Linked DNA regions of Mus musculus: all the other regions are linked to region 6. Evidence: chromatin contacts called from public Hi-C and promoter capture Hi-C data. All regions are on one chromosome and are shown on one strand. The core of a region is the stretch at or near the end of the contact, and the rest is flanking DNA. Distances in the headings are between cores, read along the strand shown.

The links. Promoter capture Hi-C pulls out the DNA fragments that hold promoters and counts their contacts. A called contact is a pair of places that touch in the nucleus more often than the background predicts.
Region 1: a contact with region 6 is called in a promoter capture Hi-C map of pre-B cells, with 4 times the contacts expected there. The contact joins the promoter of Tmem18 here to the promoter of Ccdc71l in region 6. A contact is called at or near these places in 2 of 39 promoter capture datasets (embryonic stem cells and pre-B cells) and 1 of 9 other capture datasets (adipose tissue).
Region 2: a promoter capture Hi-C map of embryonic stem cells shows a contact between it and region 6, with 5 times the contacts expected there. The contact joins the promoter of Twist1 here to the promoter of Ccdc71l in region 6. A contact is called at or near these places in 2 of 39 promoter capture datasets (embryonic stem cells and liver) and 1 of 115 datasets of contacts at active chromatin or transcription factors (astrocytes).
Region 3: a contact with region 6 is called in a promoter capture Hi-C map of pre-B cells, with 7 times the contacts expected there. The contact joins the promoter of Dld here to the promoter of Ccdc71l in region 6. A contact is called at or near these places in 5 of 39 promoter capture datasets (the C10 cell line, the HPC-7 cell line, hippocampal neurons and 2 more), 1 of 484 Hi-C or Micro-C datasets (CD4 T cells), 1 of 115 datasets of contacts at active chromatin or transcription factors (astrocytes) and 2 of 9 other capture datasets (adipose tissue and liver).
Region 4: a contact with region 6 is called in a Hi-C map of CD8 T cells, with 5 times the contacts expected there. The contact joins the promoter of Sh3yl1 here to the promoter of Ccdc71l in region 6. A contact is called at or near these places in 2 of 484 Hi-C or Micro-C datasets (CD4 T cells and CD8 T cells) and 1 of 115 datasets of contacts at active chromatin or transcription factors (microglia).
Region 5: a promoter capture Hi-C map of liver shows a contact between it and region 6, with 8 times the contacts expected there. The contact joins the promoter of Twistnb here to the promoter of Ccdc71l in region 6. A contact is called at or near these places in 5 of 39 promoter capture datasets (the 3T3-L1 cell line, hippocampal neurons, liver and 1 more), 2 of 484 Hi-C or Micro-C datasets (CD4 T cells and liver) and 1 of 9 other capture datasets (liver).

What each region holds. Positions count from the first base shown.
Region 1 is chr12:30,583,009-30,586,683 of GRCm38.p6, reverse strand. It overlaps Tmem18 (transmembrane protein 18), which reads right to left and starts at 2,241. Exons shown (of 5, transcript NM_172049.2): 1 at 2,122-2,241; 2 at 1,094-1,214. The coding sequence starts at 2,178.
Region 2 is chr12:33,956,300-33,959,802 of GRCm38.p6, reverse strand. Twist1 (twist basic helix-loop-helix transcription factor 1) reads right to left here and starts at 2,132. Exons shown (of 2, transcript NM_011658.2): 1 at 1,165-2,132; 2 at 1-633. The coding sequence starts at 1,825. The coding sequence ends at 1,205.
Region 3 is chr12:31,349,715-31,353,358 of GRCm38.p6, reverse strand. It overlaps Dld (dihydrolipoamide dehydrogenase), which reads left to right and starts at 1,888. Exons shown (of 14, transcript NM_007861.5): 1 at 1,888-2,058. The coding sequence starts at 2,020.
Region 4 is chr12:30,910,082-30,913,602 of GRCm38.p6, reverse strand. Sh3yl1 (Sh3 domain YSC-like 1) reads right to left here and starts at 1,934. Exons shown (of 10, transcript NM_013709.5): 1 at 1,376-1,934. The coding sequence starts at 1,376. It overlaps Acp1 (acid phosphatase 1, soluble), which reads left to right and starts at 1,991. Exons shown (of 6, transcript NM_021330.4): 1 at 1,991-2,113. The coding sequence starts at 2,071.
Region 5 is chr12:33,428,258-33,431,990 of GRCm38.p6, reverse strand. Twistnb (twist basic helix-loop-helix transcription factor 1 neighbor) reads right to left here and starts at 2,367. Exons shown (of 4, transcript NM_172253.2): 1 at 2,083-2,367. The coding sequence starts at 2,336.
Region 6 is chr12:32,377,332-32,380,929 of GRCm38.p6, reverse strand. It overlaps Ccdc71l (coiled-coil domain containing 71 like), which reads right to left and starts at 2,141. Exons shown (of 1, transcript NM_001162903.1): 1 at 1-2,141. The coding sequence starts at 1,946. The coding sequence ends at 1,290.

The DNA.
Region 1 (3,675 bases), core at 992-3,491, 1.8 Mb after region 6:
GCTCTGCACCAAGTTCTCAACCTGGCCCTCTCACCTGCTCACCCCTATGCCTCTCCACTCTGCCTGCAGAACTCAGGCTCCTCCATATAGTCCCATGTACAGACCTCAGTTCTTATCAAAAGAATCATTACAACTGGCACCAGGACAATTAGAAAGCTTCTATGGTTAACTACTGAATCCCAAGTGTCCCCAAGGAAGCCATGCTAAGTTTAGGAGTCTATTTTGCTTACCAGTGTAACCCCAAAATTTCTCAGGTAAAATATTCCAAATGAAGAATGGACACCTTTCTGTTGTAAGCTCACATTTCCTGCCTCTCGGTTCCCTGGTTAACTGTCTAAAATCAGCTTTTCCACTCATCAAGAAAACTCTCCCCACCCTTCCAGTGTCCACAAAAATCAAGTATTTACCCTGTAACCACTCAGTTTGGGACACTTTGCTCCTGGGGATTGTGGTATCTGACCTATGAGCCAGCTTCCTTCCCATGTCCCACCCTGTATTTTGGGGGCTCTGAACACTTATTTTCACTGGGGCCAGACCTCACACCTAGGCCAGTCAGCTGTTACTCATCTTTTCTTCCTGACATTTTACTTTGTATCCTTCTGACCCAACTGAGGGGCCCAAAATAGTGAATGTCCCCATTTGGCCAAGTACCAGAACTTTTACTGTGTGCCTGTTTCTGTGCAATAAAGACTCTATCTTTCTCCATTTCACGTACCTAATTAATCCCTACATAGAATTCCTAAAGCCATTATCTTTAAAAATAACCAAAAGTAATATTATATGCATAGTCTGATTTCCAGAGCAGGCAGTATGGGACTAACCCCAGCAAGAAAACATCTACATGAGAGATAAATTGCACTGAACTCAAAGCAGGAATTATCTGTGTAAGAGTCAGCATAAGAGAATCAACATCTTAGTGTACAGATGTTTGGCATCCTTAGTGACCAACCTAGAACATGTCCAAAGATTACTTCATGATCTCCATATAGAAATGAAGGCTTGGGAAACGCTGTGAAAACACAACGCAAACAAACCCAGGGGCAGTATCGCAGCAATGAGAGTGAGCAGAGGGATTCAAGGTTCTCCTACTCACCCAGACACAGGAAGTGCCCGATCTGTAGCTTATACCTCTGTGAGGAGAAGCAAGTGAGAAGGAGGCACAGCAGGTGGAAGGCAAGGAGTCCTAGGAGCCACGGCTCTGTCCAGTCTGTCTCCTGTGAGGAGATAGCGTTAGAAACCTGGAGGGCAGCGAAACGAAACTGCTTTCCTGTGGGGAGTGGGAGCTACTGGTCCCTTCCATTGAGTTTGGGGGTCTTCCATTGGTGTTTGTATACAACCAGAACTCTCAGACAAGCAGGAGCAAGCGAGAGGAAACAGCGATGCCTCAATTGCAAACACAGTCACAGATTTTTATATAAAGATTTTAAAGTCTGAGCACACAGGATGGAAACTACTGTCCACTTGCCTCTTTGGACTGGGTGAAATCTAGAGGGTTATTATCAACTAAACTAACGAGCTAAGTAAAGTCATGTTAACTTGGAATGTGTGAAGCTGCGTACACCAAGCTCCTCTGTGCATGGAGGTCTGGAAATGAGAGCCATCCTAACCTGCAGAGCTGACTGTCCCTGACACTTCTGCACCATGCAGCCGGCTAGTGTGCTTTGGGGTCTTAAGTACAGTCCCCAAGGCTCCAATCTTTCTGATTCTGTCTCCAACTAATATTAAGTTCCTAGTCCCGACTTCTTAGAGCTTCCCATGCCATTTTCCAAGGGCACGGCTCCGCAAGGCAAGACCAGCTCCTCTATCTGGAGCCCTAAAGCTCTTGGGGACAGCTTGAAGTCCAGTTACTGGGTAACGCTCATCTCTTCTGTGCCACATCGGAAAGACAGCGCACTTGAGAGTCTCTCCAGACACTGGCAGGGAAGTCAATGTATGGCGCTAAGACGCCACCGGGGTGAACACTGGTGTTGGGGACTCAGAGGACGGCCGGTGCGCACCCGGGAGCTGCCCCATCCAGCGGAGCAGGGAGCGGCTTCAGGCAGCCCGCCCGCCCCTGCGCAGTTCTCGCAAGAACTAGCAAACCCCACCAAACGCCGGCGCCACTTAGAGCCTGCGAGTTACCATGATCACCGCAGGGATGCTGACTGGGAAGGATCGGACTGAGTATGCGGACGACATCGCGCCAGGGATCCCAACAGCCGGGACGAGTCCGCAGCTTCCGACAGCCGGGAAAGGCGCTTAGACTTCTCGCGAGATCTACGGGTACGAACCTGGCGCTTGGCTCTTCTCGCGAGAGTTCTGACTTTTTTTTTTTTTTTTTTTTTAAAAGAGCGTCCAACTTTCGTTATTGCAGTAGTGCATTTCTGTAAGAAGTGTCAACGTGCTCACCTAGTTCTGTTTCTTCCAGACTGCCCAGAAAGCGGAGGGTTCGTGGGTTCCACAGATGCAGCCGGCGGCTGGGGAGAGTTTGCCAGGGTCCGATGGCATCCTTGCTCCAGTAGCCCGCCAGGCAGCCGGCAGGAATCCCACTTCTACCCCAGTGGGATAAGGACACCAACCCACCCACAAAACTTTTCACCTCAAATTTGTCTTGCCTAAAAGAAATGCAGGCACAAAGATGAAGCAGAGACTGGAGGAATGGCCAACCAATAACCAGCCCAACTTGAGACCCATCCTATGGGCAAGCACCAATCCCTGACACTATTAATGATACCCTGCTATGCTTGGGGACAGGAGTCTAGCATAGCTGTCCTCTGAGAGGCTCCAGCCAGCAGCTGACTGAGACAGATGCAGAGACCCACAGCCAAACACTGGACTGAGGTCGGAGACTTTTATGGAAGAGTTGGGGGAAGGATTGAAGGTCTTTAAGGGGCTGGGAACCCCACATGAGGGCCAAAAGAGTAACTAACCTGGACCTCTGGGAACTCTCAGAAACTGAGCTGCCAACCAAAGAACACACATGGGATGGACCAAGGCCCCTGAAACATAAACAGCAAAGGCGCAGCTCAGTCTCCATGTGCACACACACACACACACACACACACACACACACACACACACACACACACACAACTGGGGCAGAGGCTCTCCTAAAGCTGTAGCCTGACTGTGGTATCCATAGCCCAACAGGCCTCAGTGGGAGAGGATGTGACTAATCTGGCAGAGACTTGATGCACCAGGGTTGGGGGAATACCCAGTGGGGGCTCACCCTCTCAGAGGAGATAGGGAAGGTGGGAAAGGGTCTCTGTGAGGGGTGACCTGAAGGGGGTAGCGTTTGGGATGTAAATAAAATGAAATAAAAAGTCCCAGGATGAATATAGTGTCAGGTCTCACCATGCTGGATAGATAGCAGCTGAATCCTATAATCCACACAGCCCTTACCCAGAGAAATGGGCTGCCAATGGTGTCTGTACCACAGGATTCCTGTCCCACGAAACCGAGATAGACATTCCATCAATAGGACATAGTGAAGCAGCCCTATCCAGTAGACTGGTGCATATGGTATCTGCCCCCAAGGCCAGCAATGAATATACAGTCAGTACTTGCAGATGTAGGATGGGCACAGTATTCTTCCCCTTGGCCATTCACATCCTAACTCATTGATCTAGAATAGACAAAGATAGTGGTGTTTCTATGGATCTATGGGATAAACATGGCCCTAGTAACCTTGTGTGG
Region 2 (3,503 bases), core at 883-3,382, 1.6 Mb before region 6:
ATTGCAGAAAAATAATATACAAAAGATATTTACAAAACAGTCATAAAAATATGAATGCATTTAGACACCGGATCTATTTGCATTTTACCATGGGTCATCAATAAATAAATAGAATGTTGTCTTTTGTAATTTATGTTTTTCTTTTCCTTCAGAGGAAGTATGGTTTTTAAGGAATTCACTGACTATGATTTTGCAGGCCAGTTTGATCCCAGCGTTTTTATTTCTAAAGGTGTTAAAATTCCTCTGATTGTTACCATTTTAAAATGGAGCCAGTCCACAGGGATGCCTTTCCTGTCAGTGGCTGATTGGCAAGACCTCTTGAGAATGCATGCATGAAAAATAAAAATAAAACATTCTTCGTCAAAAAGTGGGGTGGGGGGACACAAACGAGTGTTCAGACTTCTATCAGAATGCAGAGGTGTGGGGGGTCTGCTGCTGCCCCTCTGGGAATCTCTGTCCACGGGCCTGTCTCGCTTTCTCTTTTAAAAGTGTGCCCCACGCCCTGATTCTTGTGAATTTGGTCTCTGCTCTTCTAATTTCCATGAAAATCTTTGTCATATAGATTTATTTTTAGTTATCCAGCTCCAGAGTCTCTAGACTGTCCATTTTCTCCTTCTCTGGAAACAATGACATCTGCAAAAACCCAGAGGGGAAAGTCGGTTATTGAGGATGTCTCTGTGGCTGTTTTCTATGACCGCTAAGCCCTGTTATCACTACCAGCGAGAATTTTCGCTGAACAACCTGGAAGGATTTCAGCCCAAGGGCAAGAGGAAGTGGGTGGGCGGAAAGGAGGGGGTGGAATTTGGAAACAGTTGTTTTAAGAAGGGAATTTTAAAGAAGAAAGAAAGGGGTTTGGGGGATGGCGTTTTGGGCACAAGGCCCCTATGCTTGACTTTCTCAATCTTCTGTCATGCACACCCCCGCACGCGCACACACACATACACCTCTCCTGGGCACACTGGTTCTCCCCGACCCTAGGACCTGTTTCCCCTGTGGGGACTGAACTGCTTGCCAGGGATGCGGGTGGAATGAGGTGGCGGTGCCTGGCTAGGTGGAGGGCAGCGAGGAGAGTGGAGGGGGATGGGGGGGGGATACCCAGCACGGTGGCGAGGTGAACAGGGGACCCGCGGCCTGGCCCGATCGATCCCTGGAGCCGGTCCTTACCTAGGTCTCCGGCCTGCAGAGGGGGTGGGGAGCTCCGCTGCTAGTGGGACGCGGACATGGACCAGGCCCCCTCCATCCTCCAGACGGAGAAGGCGTAGCTGAGCCGCTCGTGGGCCACATAGCTGCAGCTTGCCATCTTGGAGTCCAGCTCGTCGCTCTGCAGGACCTGGTACAGGAAGTCGATGTACCTGGCCGCCAGTTTGAGGGTCTGAATCTTGCTCAGCTTGTCCGAGGGCAGCGTGGGGATGATCTTGCGCAGGGCGGCGAACGCCTCGTTCAGCGACTGCGTGCGCTGGCGCTCCCGCACGTTAGCCATGACCCGCTGGGTCTGCAGCTCCTCGTACGACTGCGGGCTCCCGCCCCCGCTGCTGCTGCCGCCGCCGCCGCCACCACCTCCGCCCGCGCCGCCGCCGCCGCCTCCGCCCGCAGATTTCTTGCCGCGCTTGCCCTGGGCCGGGCTGCCTGGCTCGTCGCCGCCTCCGATGCCCCCGCCCGTGGCCCCGCCGGGCCCCGCGCTGCCGCCCGCGCTGCGCCGACTGCTGCGTCTCTTGCGAGCCCCGCGCTTGCCGCTCGCCGGCTGCTGCCGGTCCGGCTCCTCCTCGCTGTTGCTCAGGCTGTCGTCGGCCGGAGAGACTGGCGAGCTGGACACGTCCTGCATCATCTCGCGGGCGGCGACGTGCGGCCTCGCGGAGCCGGGACGGGGGAGGGTAGAGCAGAGGAGCGGGGCGCCCTAGCCCGCCAGCTTCCCCGCGCTCGGCGCCGGCCCGGGCGGTGCGGCCCGGAGGACGCAGGGAGGCGGGATGGGGGTGGGGGGACCTCCGCGGGGAGGGCGCTGGAGGCGGGGAGGGAGGCGGGCGGGGGAGGGGACGGTGTGGAGGGCCCCGAGGTCCAAAAAGAAGGCGCCCGACGGCCGCAAGCGCGCCCCGTTCCGGCCTGGCGCAGCCGGTGCCGGTGCTGGCGAGCCCGCGAGGTGTCTGAGAGTTGGGCGCGGGCTGTGGACTTGGCGGCTCTTATACCTCCGTGCGGGCGGAAAGTTTGGGGGCAGCGGTGTCATTGGCCTGACGTGGGGAGGAGGGACTTTTCGAAGTTTTATAGGAAAGTTTCCTCTTTCCAGCCCCCCTCCCTCGCCCCCTCCCCCCTTGCTCGGGGTCTAACAATTCGTCCTGCGAACCATTCAAAACCGACCTGGCCCGAGCGGCCAGCCCCTGCGCCCGCCTCTCCCCTCCCTCTCCCCCCCCCAGCTCTCCCCCTCCGCTTCGGGGAGGACGCGGGGCGATTTCCTTCCGCGCCAGAGCGCGCCCAGCGCCCCCGCACCCGAGCACAGCACCGCAAACAGGGGACTGTCTGGGTCGCTGTTGCAGTCTCCCCCTCCCCAAGTGGCTGTGACAGCAGTAGTGGCAAGCGGCTTCGACGCTCTGGGTGATGTCCCATCCCGCCTGGGATCCCTCGGAGTTCTCCGGGCCCTTTGGGGGTGGCTCGGGCCCGGGCTGCGAGGCAAGAAAAGTTTCAACAACCGAGTCCATCTAACGGTCAGGTAGAGGAAACCTCTAGTCGGAAACCTCTAGTCCCAAGGGATTCCCCGCGGCTGCCTGGCCCTGTGGTCGAGGGCGGTTCTCAAGACGTGGCCACATCGTGGGCGCTATGGATCTGCGCCCTGGCCTGCCGTGTCACCCCTCCCGGAGAAACGTCTGGGCTCTCCTTTCCTGCTACGGTGACCCAATCTAAAGTTTCCCTGCTCTCAGAGGACTGTGCTTCCAAAGGTGCTGGACCTAGGCTGGAGTTCATTCTTTTACAGAGAAAAGCCTTGTTCTTTTGAAGGGAGCAAAGCTAGGGAAAGATAGAGCAGCCTTGGTGCTCCACGCTGCCAGCCCTAGGTGGAGGAGAACCTTGAGAACATTTCATGTCCGCTAACTCCAAATTAAGCCCTGCATGCTAACCTTGGGTAGTCCATACATTTAAGGTGGGGGATCAATATTCTCGTCTTCCTAGGAGATCTTGTGAGTAGTTATGCTCCCGGTGCCTCAAATGCACTCAGCCATGTTGGTTGATTGCAAGCGGTTTTTTTTGTTTTTTTTTTTTTGTTTTGTTTTTTTTTTTTTTTTTTTTTTTACCAAATACCTTGAAACCCCAAAAAGGATTCTGGAAAAGTGGAAGCAGAGAGGTTAATGAGCAAGAAGGAGAGTGGCTATGGAAGCCAGTGATTGCAGGGCTCTTTACATTTTTTAAATATGTTTTATTTATTTATTTCTGTTTTTTAAGTAGGATGGGGATTTAGGGAGCCGGTACAAGGTGATCTCTTACTCAGAAAGGCAATTCTGGGTCCGGAGGAAGTAGCCAGA
Region 3 (3,644 bases), core at 639-3,138, 1.0 Mb after region 6:
AGGTACGTCTGATTGCATGAGGGTTGAGTGTCCTAGTGTTCTTCCCCCATGAAAAACGGCATGGGAGCAGGTCAGGGTTGCTCTGGGTAAAACCCTGTGAGCCTAAGAGTCAATCCTGTACATGGCCCCTATTTCTGCACACTGGGGATCAGACCTCTATCTTCACCCACGGAGCTTGCTTCAAAAGAATATAAAAGGGGGAATTGTGGGAAGCCATTCCAGACTCCCTGGCCAGCCCAGACGGAAATCTGTGCCAGGCAGTAAACAAGCCCATATTTGGTGGATGGCTAGCCCTTAATCCCTGATTGGCTGAGCAAGCCTTCCTGGTGAGGTGATGTGACCTGTGGTGATTGGTTGAGGCGTGGTTATGGCTTGAGTGGATAAAAACACTTGTACCCCGAGAGGCGGGGGATTTGAAGAGAGAAGCTGCCTGAGTAAACTGCTTTAAGAAGAACCGGTGGTTGCGTTTTCCTTGCTGGTCGAGTTGGATGCAACAATAAATGGAGATCATTGACCAGTATTTGATCATACGTCTACCTTTAGCTGTATGGGACCCGGAAAAGACAATGCTATTCTGAATACCCATCTGTCCAGCTGAACAATCTCTTATCTTATGAAAGGGGAAAACAAGGGCTTAAGATGTAACTCAGGTGAAGAATGCTTGCCTGGTATACTAGAAGCTCTGGGTTCCGTTCCCAGCAATCAGCAACACATGGTGGTGGGCACCTGTAATCCCAGCACTCAGGAGATGAAGGCAAGAGGACTATAAATTCAAGGTCATTCTAAGCTCTATATTGAGTTTGAAGCCAGTCTGGGACACATGAGACACTCTCTCAAGAAACCAAAAAGGGGTTGTGGTGGTGATTAATATTTGGTAACAGCTAGCTTTCGTCATAACATTAAAAAATCATTTATTCATGTCTTTTTCCTTCTAAATGGGCATAGATAGGTAAGAAGTAATATTCATCTAATCCCTAACTCTATGGAGTTCAGTACAGTGCCTGGGCTGTAAACTTTTGAGAAGTATAGAGTTAAGGTTTAAACTAGAGACTGTTATTACAAAGTGGTATCAGACCTTAAATCTCTGTGCTCAATTTTTTTTTTTTTTTTGTTTTTGTTTTTGTTTTTCGAGATAGGGAGCTCTGGCTGTCCTGGAACTCACTCTGTAGACCAGGCTGGCCTGGCCTCGAACTGAGAAATCTGCCTGCCTCTGCCTCCCGAGTGCTGGGATTAAAGGCGTAGCCCACCACGCCAGGCTCTGTGCTCAATCTTATAGACAACAGTTAGCAATCTTTTAGGTGCACTCTCAATGAAAACCTAACACCTCACCCACCATCCCAACCCTTCTAGTTTCTTCTACAAGGGAGGCGTGCTTTCAAAATACAAAAATAGAAGGGAGCTTGTTTTCTATACTTTTTGTTAGCGCAGTTTTCAGAACAGGATGTTGGTGAAGAAAGGTTCAAGCCTATCCTTTCCATTGCCTTCGAGAACAGAGATTGTAAACCAGCCGTTAAAATCAAAGCCTTTGTTCGTAGAGCTGCAGTTACCTCTCCTTTGCTTTCTTTAACCTCTCAGGGCTCCATCCAGAAAATGCAAACAGTTCATACGGTTTTTGTAAAGCTAGATAAAGCCTACTGCCCACGAATATCTAGCACAACCATAAGCTTGTCAAGTTGTCAAACTTTTCTTCCTTTCCTATTTAAACTTTACTTTCTGTGGGCTTTACTGAAGAAACAACATTTTTATTTATCTAGTTCGTCTTTCAAGGATAATTTGCAACTCTACTCCAGTCATTTGAGCAACAGTTCTCCAATTCCCCAGCTGCCACAAAGCGCAGCGCCCTTCACGACAGCGCACGACGAAGCGACCGGAAAGCCTCTGCCTTTCGGGCCAATCGCGCTGCTCCTCGGCGATGACGTATATGTTGCGCAGGCGCAGGGTGGGGAGACCTTGGATAAGTCTTACCAGGCGTTCAGCGGAGGTGAAAACCCCTGGTTGGAGGGACGGGACCGAGGGACGATGCAGAGCTGGAGTCGTGTGTACCGCTCCTTGGCCAAGGTGAGGGCGGCCCGCGAGGGGATGATGCTGGACCACAGGCACTTAGACGCCCGCTGTGGGCCCGGACGCGGCCTGCCGCCGGGAACCGCCGCGGCCCCGCCTCTATGCCGGCTCGGTGCGGCCTCCCGAGGCAGCGGGGAGCGCGAGCCCGGGCTCGGGAGGGCCCTGCTGCGGAATGACTGCCCGCAGCCCCACACGACCCGGACGCTGGTCCAGGGGCCTGGGCCCTCCCCCAGTTTCGGGGAGGAGTAAATGACCCTTGCCACGCGCGGCCTGCCCCTTCCTACCTTTCGCCTCATCCTAATGACCCGGGGGGTGGCCTACTCTCCTACGGCGGGGAAGTAACCTTGAGGCCCGACTGGCCCAGACGTGGTCAGCTCCAACACACCGTCCCGCGAGTTCCTCCTCCAAGGATCTGTTTTCATTCACGTCTCTAAACTAGTGCACCCTGCCATCAGTCAGGCCCTGGGGCTTATAGTTTTAATTGCAGCGGTTTGTCGTCCAAACAACTTTCCCATTTCACCTGCCAATTGACAGCTGCCAAATTGAATGTATGAGGCCTAGTGGCAGGGTAGCAGGATAACTTTAGGGACAATACAGAAATGAGACTCTTCACGGCTGAGCCGTCTGTGTCTTTAAAAGTTAATGTAACACGCAAAATGTCACTGTTTTAGGGAGAAGGTGAGCCGCGTCTCTCAGTACAGACAGTTCTTTGTTCCTCTTTGGTTGGCATATCTTGATCTCAGGTGCAGAAGTTGTCTTCAAGTAAAAAACCTTGCTGCATCAGAGTATATTGTCGCTGCTGTCCATTGCTTACTCGCTGTGATAGGAGCTGGAAGTGTGCTTTCTTTATGTGGCCCTGGCCTTAGGAAATGGTAGTCACACTGCTTAGAGAGTGTGAGATTATGATGCAATTTGTGGGACTTCCAGAATGTGAGGCCACTCCGTTGTTGGTACATTTTCCTAGTCCAGTTGGTGGCTTAAGAACATCTTTATAGATCTTATAAGTGATTACAGACTGTTAAGTAGATTTGTTAGGAAGCAGAATGACAGATGAAATGAATATCATTGAAATACTTAAATACCTGAATTCAAAGTTTTGGGATTTTAATTAGAATACTAAACTGATCCTTGGCAATAAAATTAACAATGCTTTCTGAAGTTTTAATAAAACTGTAAGCCATTAAATATATTTTTATTAGATTTAATATGAAATGGTTCATTGAATGTTCATAATAATAAGGCAGACCTGGCAAGGTAAGATTGTGAAAGTTTAATATTATGGACAAAAAAGGGAAATTGGTAGGATACCTGTTTGCGGCAGAGAAAGTCCATTAGTATTATTGCTTGATACATTTGCCCCAGTTGTCATCGACCTTTTAAATTACATGTATTACTTGTGCACATGCCTGTGGGCATGAGCGTGCAACATAGGATGAAAGGATGCCAGAAGACAGCTTCTGGGAGTCAGGTCTCTGCCACCATATAGTTCCCACGGATTAAACTTGGGAAGTCACCCTTGGTGGCAGGAGCCTTTAGCCAGCGGGCTATTTTGCCAGCCTGTTTTAAAAATTATATTTTACTTA
Region 4 (3,521 bases), core at 685-3,184, 1.5 Mb after region 6:
CACAGATGCATGCTTTGTGCATGTCAGTTAAAAAAAAAGGGGGGGGGATAAGTGAATGTTATGGTAGAGTCCTGCACTTCACAATACCACCTGCAAATGAGTGAATGGACAAGGACTCTTAGTCACAATGTATCAATTAAAAAAAACCAGAGTAAATGTAACCAGAGTTTTAAAGCTAATTTTCTTTGAAAGGTAAAAAAGAGAAAAAACAAAAACCAAGGTAATATTGACTTATTTCACAGACATTGAACACAGTGAGCCAATAACCAATTCTCCTTAGTTAAGATGCAACAAACAGGATGAATGTTATCACTTAGTCTATTTTAACCTCCAACATAGCAATTTACAAACAACCAGATGCTACTATGGTATTTCAATAACAGGCCACAGAGCAGAATAAAACAGCACCTTCAACCCAGCCGTGTTATTCTCTAAACTTTGTGTACAAGTGAACTAACTCATTAGTAATCGAAACATTTCCTCATATCTCAAGGAAAATACCTGGGCCAGCAGGAATACAGAACCTGTTCACTTGGTAAACACAGAACAGGGCAAGGCTTCTGCCCCAGGCCAGGGCATTCCTCCATGGAGGTGGTTACTTCAAGTCTTTCTTCCCTGGTCTGCCTTGGCAGGGCAGTAGTAACATCTGTTGAAAAGAAGCCGGCACATTTTGCCAGGGGAGAAACCTGCTTCCTATTGTTACCTATTCCTATTGTTCAGAGCACTAAAAGAAAACAAAACAAACAAAACAAAACAATAACCAAACCAAACAAAAAAAACCATACAGGCACTATATACTAGAGATGCAGCAATCAAATTACCCTCCACACCACCCCTTTGTAAAGTATCGCAGAACCAAAGACACTGTGTCAAAGTCCTGACACCTCTACCTCTGGAAGTCCCAAACGCATGTGAGCCCCTCCCCTAGGGACTATCCTTTCCCAGAGATCACATTCCCACAAAGGCCCTACACAACCCCCAATCTGCACCTCCTTCATCTGTGTCAAGTACACAGGATGCCAATTCTCAAAACAATTTGAAACCAGAAGATGGTAAAACATCAGATATTAGGGGAAAAATAACAAAATGAAAGTCTGTCTTCAAAACTGGAAATGCTGGAGGAAAAAAAATTTTTTTTCTGCAATGAAGCGGAACGACTGTGGTTAACAATCAACCAAAACCTTTAGCCAGGAGTGTAGAAAACTAATCTTGAGTTCTGAGGATTTACAAAAGGATCCGTGCAGTATGATCTTGGTGGATGCGCCCAGACAAACCCAGGGACTTGACTGTTTTCTCTCCTCTTTCACAACGCCCATCGCAAGAGGAAGAGTTGCCGCGGTGCCGACACGCCCCAGCCGCTCAGACCCTTACTCACTGGTGCCTGCCGCTCCTCTCGGTACCCGAGCTCCTCACTCCAGTCCAGGAAGAGGAAAGCGTTCTCCTTGGTCCGCCTCCCTGACGGGACCCGCCCAGCGGGCGCACACCTGACCCAGGTAAGGGAATAGGTGTATGCCCTGTTTTTGCCAAAGCGATCACTGGTCCTATACCCTTGCTCAGAACGTAGCTCATCTGCGTCCACCCGCCTCATTCCTTTGAAGCCTTGTAAATCACCCCCTCTTCTTAATCGGGGAAACCCACTGCTAAGTACCGTGGCCCGGCCTGGGGTCGGTGGTCCAAAGGGGTAACTTAGCTTGGAAGGGCGGGTAGCTCCGATCGGAGGAGCCACCCTAGGAGGCTCTGCAAGCCGCTATCCTTGAGTTCATTGGCTGCCCTGGCACATCCTAATCCTCCCTGCTCAACACCGTGCCACCCAAGCTGCTCTGGGGGTCGCCCCGCGTTCACCCCGCCCTCACTCCTTAGACGTGCGACCTGGGCAGAGCTCAGAGTGAACGCTAGCCCGGGCTGCCAACCCGAACGCCTAAGCCCCGCCCTCTAGGCGACTTCTGGCCCCGCCTCTGGCCGCGTACGAACGTGGGGCGGCGGACTGCGCATGTCCACGGTCAGAACCCTGGCAGTGCGCATGCGCCTCGTCCCGACGCGGTTTCTGGGCGCCAGGGTCTGCACCGAAACATGGCAGAGGTTGGGTCCAAGTCAGTGCTGTTCGTGTGTCTCGGTAAGGACTCGCCGACTTAAGGGTCTTTTTCTTTGGGACCCTGAAGTGCTCTCCCTGTTAGGCTTCCGAACAAGAGCGCTGGGCGGAGGAAGCAGATCAGAAGGCCTTGGCTGGGCCCGCGTCTGAGCACATACTCGTTTGTCTGCCTTTTTCATATGCATCCCCCATCATCTGGTACTCCTCTGAGCCCGAGATCTGTGTAATTTTTGTCCCAGATTATGCCCTTCCAAAGCCCATGTCACCCTTCCGAGTGCCCTTCAACCACAAATCTTTGTGCGAGTTCTCTCTCTCAAGCCCGTAGACCCCTCTCACTTGCTCCTCCTCTTTTAAGTCTGAGAGTCGCCCATCATCTGCTTTGGCAGTTACTTCCAAATCTCTGTGCTGAAAAATATCCAACCAAAACAACTTTAGGGAGAACAGATTTGTTTTGACTCAGTTTCAGAGGTTCAGGCCCCTTTTGAATGGTTGTAGATTCTGGGCTTGTGGTGAGGCAAGGCATCATGGTCCTTCAAGGTGGCCAGAGCATGAGTCAGGGACTATTTGCTCCTGTGGACGGGAATCACAGAAGGGGAGAGTAGAGAGCAAGACAAGCGTTAGCCCCAAGAGCACGCATCGGGATGTATTTTCTTCTGCTCAGCCACACTTGTATCTTTCATTACCTCCAGTCATTTCCTCATATTTTGAATCTACTGGGTTAAACCATTGACTAGGTCAGTGCCCTTATGATCACATCCTCGGGGGATAAGCCATCACCGACGTCCTGAGAGTTGTCTTTTTCTAATCAGTTAAGGTCTCGATGACGATTAATCATCATCCCTGTTATTCCCTCATGCTCTTGTCCGTCACCTAACTTGCTTTTCTTCCTTTGAACCCTCTCACCTGCTAACTGGCCCAGGTGGCTTCATATCTGTAGTGTGACTCTCTAAGCTGGCCCCTTCTATTAGAACAGCTGGAGTTCTTGCCGGAAACCCCCACCCCCACCCCTGTTCCCCATTGTGCCAACGTGAGCCTAGGTTACAGGAAGACCATTCTGTGACAGGTTTGTTTGATGTCATCCTTGGGTCACAGTTGCTATGGTTCTCAGCCAGTCTCTTTTCTTTAGGTCTCTCTGAAACCTTGGTTTTCAGTCCCTAGGACAATTACTCATGCCATGTGAAAAACAGTTTGTTTTTAAATGAATAATCTTTTAAGTACCTTCTAACACAGAATTTCAACCTTGATTCTCCTTTACATAATATGCAATTCTTTCTTTTTTCAGAGTTCTTGCCTCCTTGACTCCACCCTGAGGGGCAAGGGTTAAATTGTCAACAGTCCAGCTATTTGTCTTTTGTCCTCTGCTTTTCCTACAGAGTGACACTCCTCTTTAGGCTAGAAGTCTGCCAAGACTTTCTGTCTACCTCGCTTTATC
Region 5 (3,733 bases), core at 1,118-3,617, 1.1 Mb before region 6:
CTTATCCAATGATTCTTATGCATAAGTGCAAAAGCATCTAACTTCTTAGTCTTCCAGACTGTCATGCTCAAATGTCATAGGTTGAAAGGGTTTATAGGGTTGGAACACAATGTAAAATTTTTAATTATGTAGATAGGTTGTGTTAATCTTTAAGTTTTATTTCAGCATAGTGAATGATATTTTCATAGCAGTAAAGAGAACACTGCAAATTATTGCTCCTAAGAGAATACCAGGTCCCACAGGGTTCAACGCCTCTAAGGATCTGGTATGACCACTGAATACAAGGTTAAATGAATTTGTGTAAACCCATAAGACTTTTGGGAAACTACTTACAGTAACTTACCAAAAGTCATATATTCAAAGACAGATATCCTAACACTAAGTATCTTTTTCTCTTTATTTAAAATATATATACATGTATCTCAATACATAAACCACATGAGGTCCACATGGTAACTTCACCTAGGATATGTAGAATATGTAGCATTAAGTCTTTGGGGACCAGTAAGATAGAATACATTTGACATTTTTAAATAACCCAAGGGGGCCAAATGGAAAAGAATATGCTTTGTTTTGTTTTCTTTCCACACACACACAAATGACCTCTTAAAAGTTCAACTTATAAAAAAAAAACAAAAAACAAAAAAAGTTCAACTTATAAGATACAATGTGATTTCAGAAAACTACTTACTTTCTCTAAGAAAACAGTCCAAAGTTGTAATGGGATACTTTTTGTAAAATAAAGTCCTGCCACGGAGAAAGAAAGGCAACACACTGTCTGTCTAGTAGGAAATGCTTCCGAGAAGACTTAGCATTAACACTGCAGTCTCAATTCTATTTTTTATTATTATTATTATTTAAACAAAAAGAAGACAGACCTACTGATGCTTCCTTCAGTATTGCCCACAAGCCTAAAAACATAAACTATACAGGATAAATGGTACAAATAATACAGGACAATTAATATGACAATACAATTCCCAATATTTTCAATGTTTTATTGACTTTTTATTACTCTTAACTAATACTCAAGTAATACTGAAACCTAATTTGCATTGGAAAAAATAGGCTTCTTTTAGCATACCTTTAGCACAGTAACAAGGAGAGGTGTCCAGCTCAATTAAACAGTGTATTCTATTCTACATGGCTGCATTATCCAATTCTGTTACAGAAATGATCCGATTCTCGTCTGTAGTGTGGCTCCTATTATGCATCTTTAAATAACTTTTCCCCAATGAATGAAAAGCTGGTTAGACTACTTAACATAACTATGTTTCCATGCTTAGTGACCACCTTGGATGGTTAATGGGGCTGACTGCCAAAGTCCTCGAGAGTGGTAACTGCTTTGGATAATTTGCCCCAAAACAATCCCTGCAATTTCTGAAGTGTCATTGAATTACTAAAGACATCGATGTCATCTCAGGTATCTCTGAACCTTGCCCCCATTCCCGCCAAATTAGTTGTGAAGTGTTATGGCATATCATTTCCCATTGAAATTCTGAGATTTTCTTTTTCAAGGTATTCTTACTAGTGCTTAATATAAATGCACTGGTGTGTGTGTGTGTGTGTGTGTGTGTGTGTGTGTGTGTGTGAACTTTCTATTCCTACAAAAAATTAGGCTCGTCGTTCATCCCCAATTAGCGCCCCCCGGGGGGACGGGGAACAATGAAATTACAAACAAACCTGCCTATGTTTTGCAATGAACCGGCTTCCACATTAGGAGAATAATACTGACAGCAAATTTTCATTATTAGGTGAGAACACACCCGGAAGTGATTAAACGAAACGTTTAATACCCAAAGCTCAGCCTGGTGGGTTTCTAGACACCGGGCACCTCTAGTCTCCACACGGGGAGTGCTTTTAGCACTGCAGCAGCCGCCACTCACACCACACCAGCCAGTTTCATCCCCAGGAACCGGGCCACTGCATCCAGGCCAGCGGCGCCGAAGGCGACGGTAGACGCCGGGGCTAAGGTTCACGAAGCTCGTGCGACTTTACTTCCGCGGCGCCGTGGGGTTACGGAGCTGAGGGCCCGTTGGCCAGCAGAGACGGGGCTCCCGGGAGGACGCGGCGACATCTTACCTCTCGGAGTAGCGCAGGAGCTCGGCGTCCAGCTGCTCGCGGATGCCCGTGCGCTTCCTGCTCAGGTAGCGGGGCGACAGGGCGATGTGCCTGCGGTGCGGGGCAGCCACCAAGCACGAATAGCGGCTGCCCACCAGCGCGCACGCCGCCGCGTAGCTCGGCAACTCCAGGCAAGGCAGGACCCCGGCCTGACCCGCCACGGGCCTCTCGGAGGCCGCCTGGGACCGCTGAGACTCCACAGATCCCGCAGCCATGAGGCTTGGCTGGGTGCTTCGGGGCGCGCACGGATGACGCAAGCATTCCTCCCGCCTCACCTCTGAGTGTTGATGATGGCTGACATCATCAAAAGGCGACCGACCGCGGCCTGGGGATTTTTAATCTTCTAAAGCTGCATTATAGAGGTTTGACCAGCAGAGGGCTGCTGCTCTTTCCCGAGTCCAGATAAACCTCTGAGGCCGTGTACCTATAGAGCATGTGTGATATCCAGAGGCGGTTCTCTGATATCTATAGGCAGATGTTCATCACTTCAAAGTATGCTCAGTTATGGAGCGAAGCTTGAATTTATTGAATTTATTGATCTGGGCACCTAAGTATAAAAAGGCAGAGGCCCAAAATAGCTTGTTTTGTTTTGTTTTGTTTTTTAAGCTCCCAGTTTCTTTCAATACTGGGTCAAGGCCTAGTGAATTAATGGTTTGAGCTTTTGTTTTGTTTTGTTTTGTTTTGTTTTAATTCTTTTGGTTTTCTGTTTTTGTTTTGTTTTTAGACAGTATCTCTCCATGTAGCCTTGGGTGACTTGAAACTCGCTATGTAGACCAAGCTGGTTTGGTTCTAACATTTAGATATTTGCCTGCCTCTGCCACAAGAGAGCTGGGATAAAAAGCACGAGCCACTACTCCCAACTGAGTATTGTCTTTATTGGATTCAGCATGGCTATTGATAGGAGTGCCCGGTTCCAGCTGCAATGAGGCCTGATACATTGTTATGCGCCTGAGCTGTTCAATAAGGAATCAGAAACATTCGTGGAGATTTTCACTGCTGAACCCAATCATACACCGCAGCAGGCCACAAATTGCAAAGGCAACATCTGAACTGCTAACACCATACCTCTCCAATCTAGGGTCCCTCTGCCTTCTGCTATATCACAGTGAGAGTGTTGTGACATGTTTTTCAAATGGCTAAGCCCAGCTACCAGCTTTGACCTTCTTTTGTATACCCAGACATCAACCATATCAGCACAAGGGTTTGTATTGCCCAAGGGATAAAAAAGAAACCTTCATTTGGACCGTGATGTCCTAACAACCCAAACTGTTCCTCTAGCTCTTACAACCCTCCACCTTCTTCAACTATGATCTCTAAGCCTTGGGTGCAGGAACTGTGCACATCTTGGGCTGCAAAATGTTGGTTTAAAAAGCCCAGCTTCATAAAAAACTACCTACCTTGGCTACCTGATGAAGGGAAGCAAGAGGAGCCCACCGCAGAATAGCATTGTTACCATCCTTCAGATTCCAATGCCAAAGACTAAGACAGCTGTATATTGCTGGCTCTGAATATCAGAGTTTATGGAAATAGCAAGGCCTGTCTATAGACTAGCACAAAGCAGATACTAAGCCCCTAATCTGGACTAATACTAAACAAAAGGCATTTGAGGCCT
Region 6 (3,598 bases), core at 892-3,391:
GTTTTGATTCCTGTGGCCTTCAGCTATCAAAGATTGCAAACACAATGATGAATGGGAAGAAGAGAAAAAGAAAACTCATAGGACAAACTGTCAACCAATTGTCATGGTTTTCAGAAATACAATGAGTATTAGCTTAGGCATTTCTTGTTATTCAACAACAAAGAATTAAGATCTACTTTTCTGCCAAATAACGTTGACCAGTTATATGGTACCAAGAAATGCCCCTGCCCCTCCCTATAGATCATTCACAATTCTGGGAATTCTAAAGGGTATTCTGTTTATCTGTTTATTCACAATGTCCACACGTATTGATCTCTCCTAAGCAACTTCCATCTTAATTCTCTTCCCATTAACAATCCTGAATATTATGTTACACCAGGAAGCGAGGTCAAACACCTCCAACTGGATTCCAGTCATTCTTGTAGCCAACATCTTCTTCAAAATTTATTCAATTTTTATCACAAGCCATGTGGTTCAAAACACTTCAATTTTATTCAATTTAAATGAATAGAGTAAGTCAACTTTTTCTTAAACAAAACTTTTAAAGAATATTCTACCATTTTACTTAGGAGCTCAGTAAATATAAACTTTCAATATAAAACTTTATATATAAACACCTTAACCTTTTATTTTAAAGTTGTACTTTGCATCTCTTGTTAATCACTGAGCTCATGAAATTCAAAGCCATACAAATCCTTACATTAACAGTCATAAGCTTGAAACTCTTAAAAGACGACCTTGATCAAAGCTTTGGAATCCAGTAAAAATTAGAAAACGAGTGGCCTTCAGAATACCCTGAGCGTACACCAGCACTTCACCAGGAAACATAGTCGATCTTCTGTCCAGAAAGTGGGGCTGACAGTCAAAAAGAAAACAGAAGGGGAATCAGGAGCAAGTAAAATTCTGGCTGTATTACACAAGCACGAAAACAAAATTCCTTTGGAGAAAAAAATTTGTAAGTCTTCGGAGGTCTTCCAGACCGGTGAGGTAGAGTCCGAGAGGGAGAAAACGCACGTGTCCCTCCAGGTTCTGGAGACGTCTCCATCCGGGTTGGGAAGCAAAGGGACTTCTGTCGCGGGTCCGGCCGTCCCGTCTGGCCGCGGGCGTGGGGGCCGCACCTGTCCCGATCCTGGACCGCGGCGCCGCACCGCATCCAGGGGCCTAGTTCGCGCATAAAGTGCACCAAAGGGGGCCGGTTCTGTAAACATTCGACTGACATTGACATAAGTCCGTTCCAGCGCGCGGAAGCTTCCCCGGGCGGCGGCCGGCAGGAGGCGCCGCAGCGCGCATCACAGCCGGTGCACCGGGAAGCGGCGCAGCCTCACCACCGGGTCCAGGTCCACTCGCAGCACTTGGCTCGCCCTGCGCCGCGCCACCGCCAGGCTGCGCTCGCCCCACACGTCGTCGCCGACGCGGATGGTCGGGAAGCTGGTCAGCGTCGGGGTGGCCGCCCTCCAGATCTCCTCCAGGGTGCGGCCCCCGAAGCTGGATGCGGGAGGCCCGGGCTCCGCGGCCGCAGCGGCGGGGCGCGGCCTACGGGTGTCCGCGGCAGCCCGAGCTCCACGGCGCCTCCTCCTGGGCGTTGCGCGCGGGCGCGGCCGGCGCGCGGGGCGGCTGTCGGGCGCCGGGGGGTCGGGCACCAGTGCCCGGCACGAGGAGTAGCCGTAGACGTCCTTGCTGCGCAGGATGTGCGGGGAGAACTGGTGCTTGAGGCTGCAGAGGAAGCTCCAGAGCTCCGCTTCCGAGCTCATGAACTCCGTGCTGCTGGGCATGAAGAGCTTGAAGGCGTCGCCCAGCGCCTCCGTGCTTCCGGCCAGCGACAGTTGCGACCGCGAGTACACCACCTTCTCCTCCAGCGCCTCCAGCCCGGCCCCTCCTTCCGCTCCGTAGCCGCCGCCCCAGGCAGCCCGGGGCCGGCGCCGCCGCCTCTTCACGCCGCGTCGCATCAGAGGCCGCTCGGGACCGCCCGCCGTCCCTGTCCGCGCCCGGCTCGGCGGCGCTCGCCTGTGCTGGCGCCTTCCGCCCGGCGCTGCTAGCCTGTGCTGGCGCCTTCCGCCCGGCGCCGCTCGCTACTTTTCTCGCCTCGCCGCCCCTCCCCCTCGGGGCGGAGGACGCGCTGGTTGTCCTGTGGCCGGGCTAAAGATGGCGGCAGCGGCGGGCGCCCACCCCGGGGCTTTGTCATTGGACGGCGCCCGCCCCCTCCCCTGGCTTCTCTTTCTTCTCTTCTCTTGCCTCCTTTCGCCCTCAGCCTTTCTTTAAATGGGCCCGCCTTAGTCCCCGCCTCCCACGGCCTCAGCTCCTCCCATTGGGTGCTCTCCGAGTGAGGGGCGGGGACTGATGGGGGAGAGGCCAGTTCGTGGAACATGGTGGCTGTGGTGGGTGATGGTGAGGCCCTGGAAGGCCAGTCAACCATTGGGTGGATCCATGAGGGTTGCCCTGTCAAGAGAAGGAAGTGGGTGGGTGTGAGTGCCATGTTTGGGGGTGTCGTGGGTGATTGTGTTCAGCTGTGGGTTGAGCTGGGGAAGTCTACCAGTCTGAATAATGAGAGAGAACCCCAAGACTTGATAGTATAACAGCTGAGAGAGTTGGGTATAAACTAGAAGGGATGGGCATTTCATGAATCCCTTCTAAAGTCTCAAATCCTGCTTTGGCATCTTCATATGCTTTGCCTCTCTTGACCCCATCTTTTAAGAAAACTAAAAGTTCAGGCATTGATGACAGCTTCCTTCTGGGCAATGGAACCATCTTGGCACATTTAGGAGGTACAGGTCACTGGGAAAGAAAAGAGTTAATACTGTATGAACTAAAAAGTCTGCTCAAGTTGGACAAACAGCAATGGCAGCAAAGCTGTTCTGCTGAAAGAAAACATTTTTTTTAAATCAGAGTGCTATTCCACATTTCAGTTGGTATTAAATTGCCATTCGCAGCACCATCTCTATCCTTGATGTAGTATTCCACGTAATCAATAAGATTCTTTGAGAAGAATACATCCTTAAGAATGAATCACCTTTTGTATTTGGGAAGACAGTAGTAGACATCCTTTTTGTCAATTCCTCTATTCACTCTCAACTCGCTGCCTATTCACATAATAGGCGTTGAATGCATACCAAATGGATGTATGAAATAGCACTGCCTGTTTGAAATGGAGTGCAGCACTGAAATTGCTTAGAACAAGGTAATTATATATTTTGCATTTATATTGCAATTTTCTTTGAAGTCCTTTAAACTTCATTATTCCCCTTGCTGGGGATAGAACCCAGAGCTTCACACATATGAAGACTGCACCCTACTAGTGATCTATACCCTCCAGCCCCTAAGATTTCTGTAAAATAAGGTTTTTTTTTTTTAAATCTATGTCCTGGTGCTAGAATTTTCTTCAGTAAGTATCTTATTTTGCAGCACACAATGAATGCAATGCCAAATTTTTGTGATCTGCATACAGTTAAAATAGTTCCTTTAAATATTTGAGCTGAGACACACCTGGTTCAGTCTTCTTGTCGCACAGATGAGGGCAGTTTAGACCCACAGGAGTTTATTAAGACAGCTTGCTAACAGCAGGGTTGCTGCTATAGAGCTTTATGTCCCTAATCTAGAGATC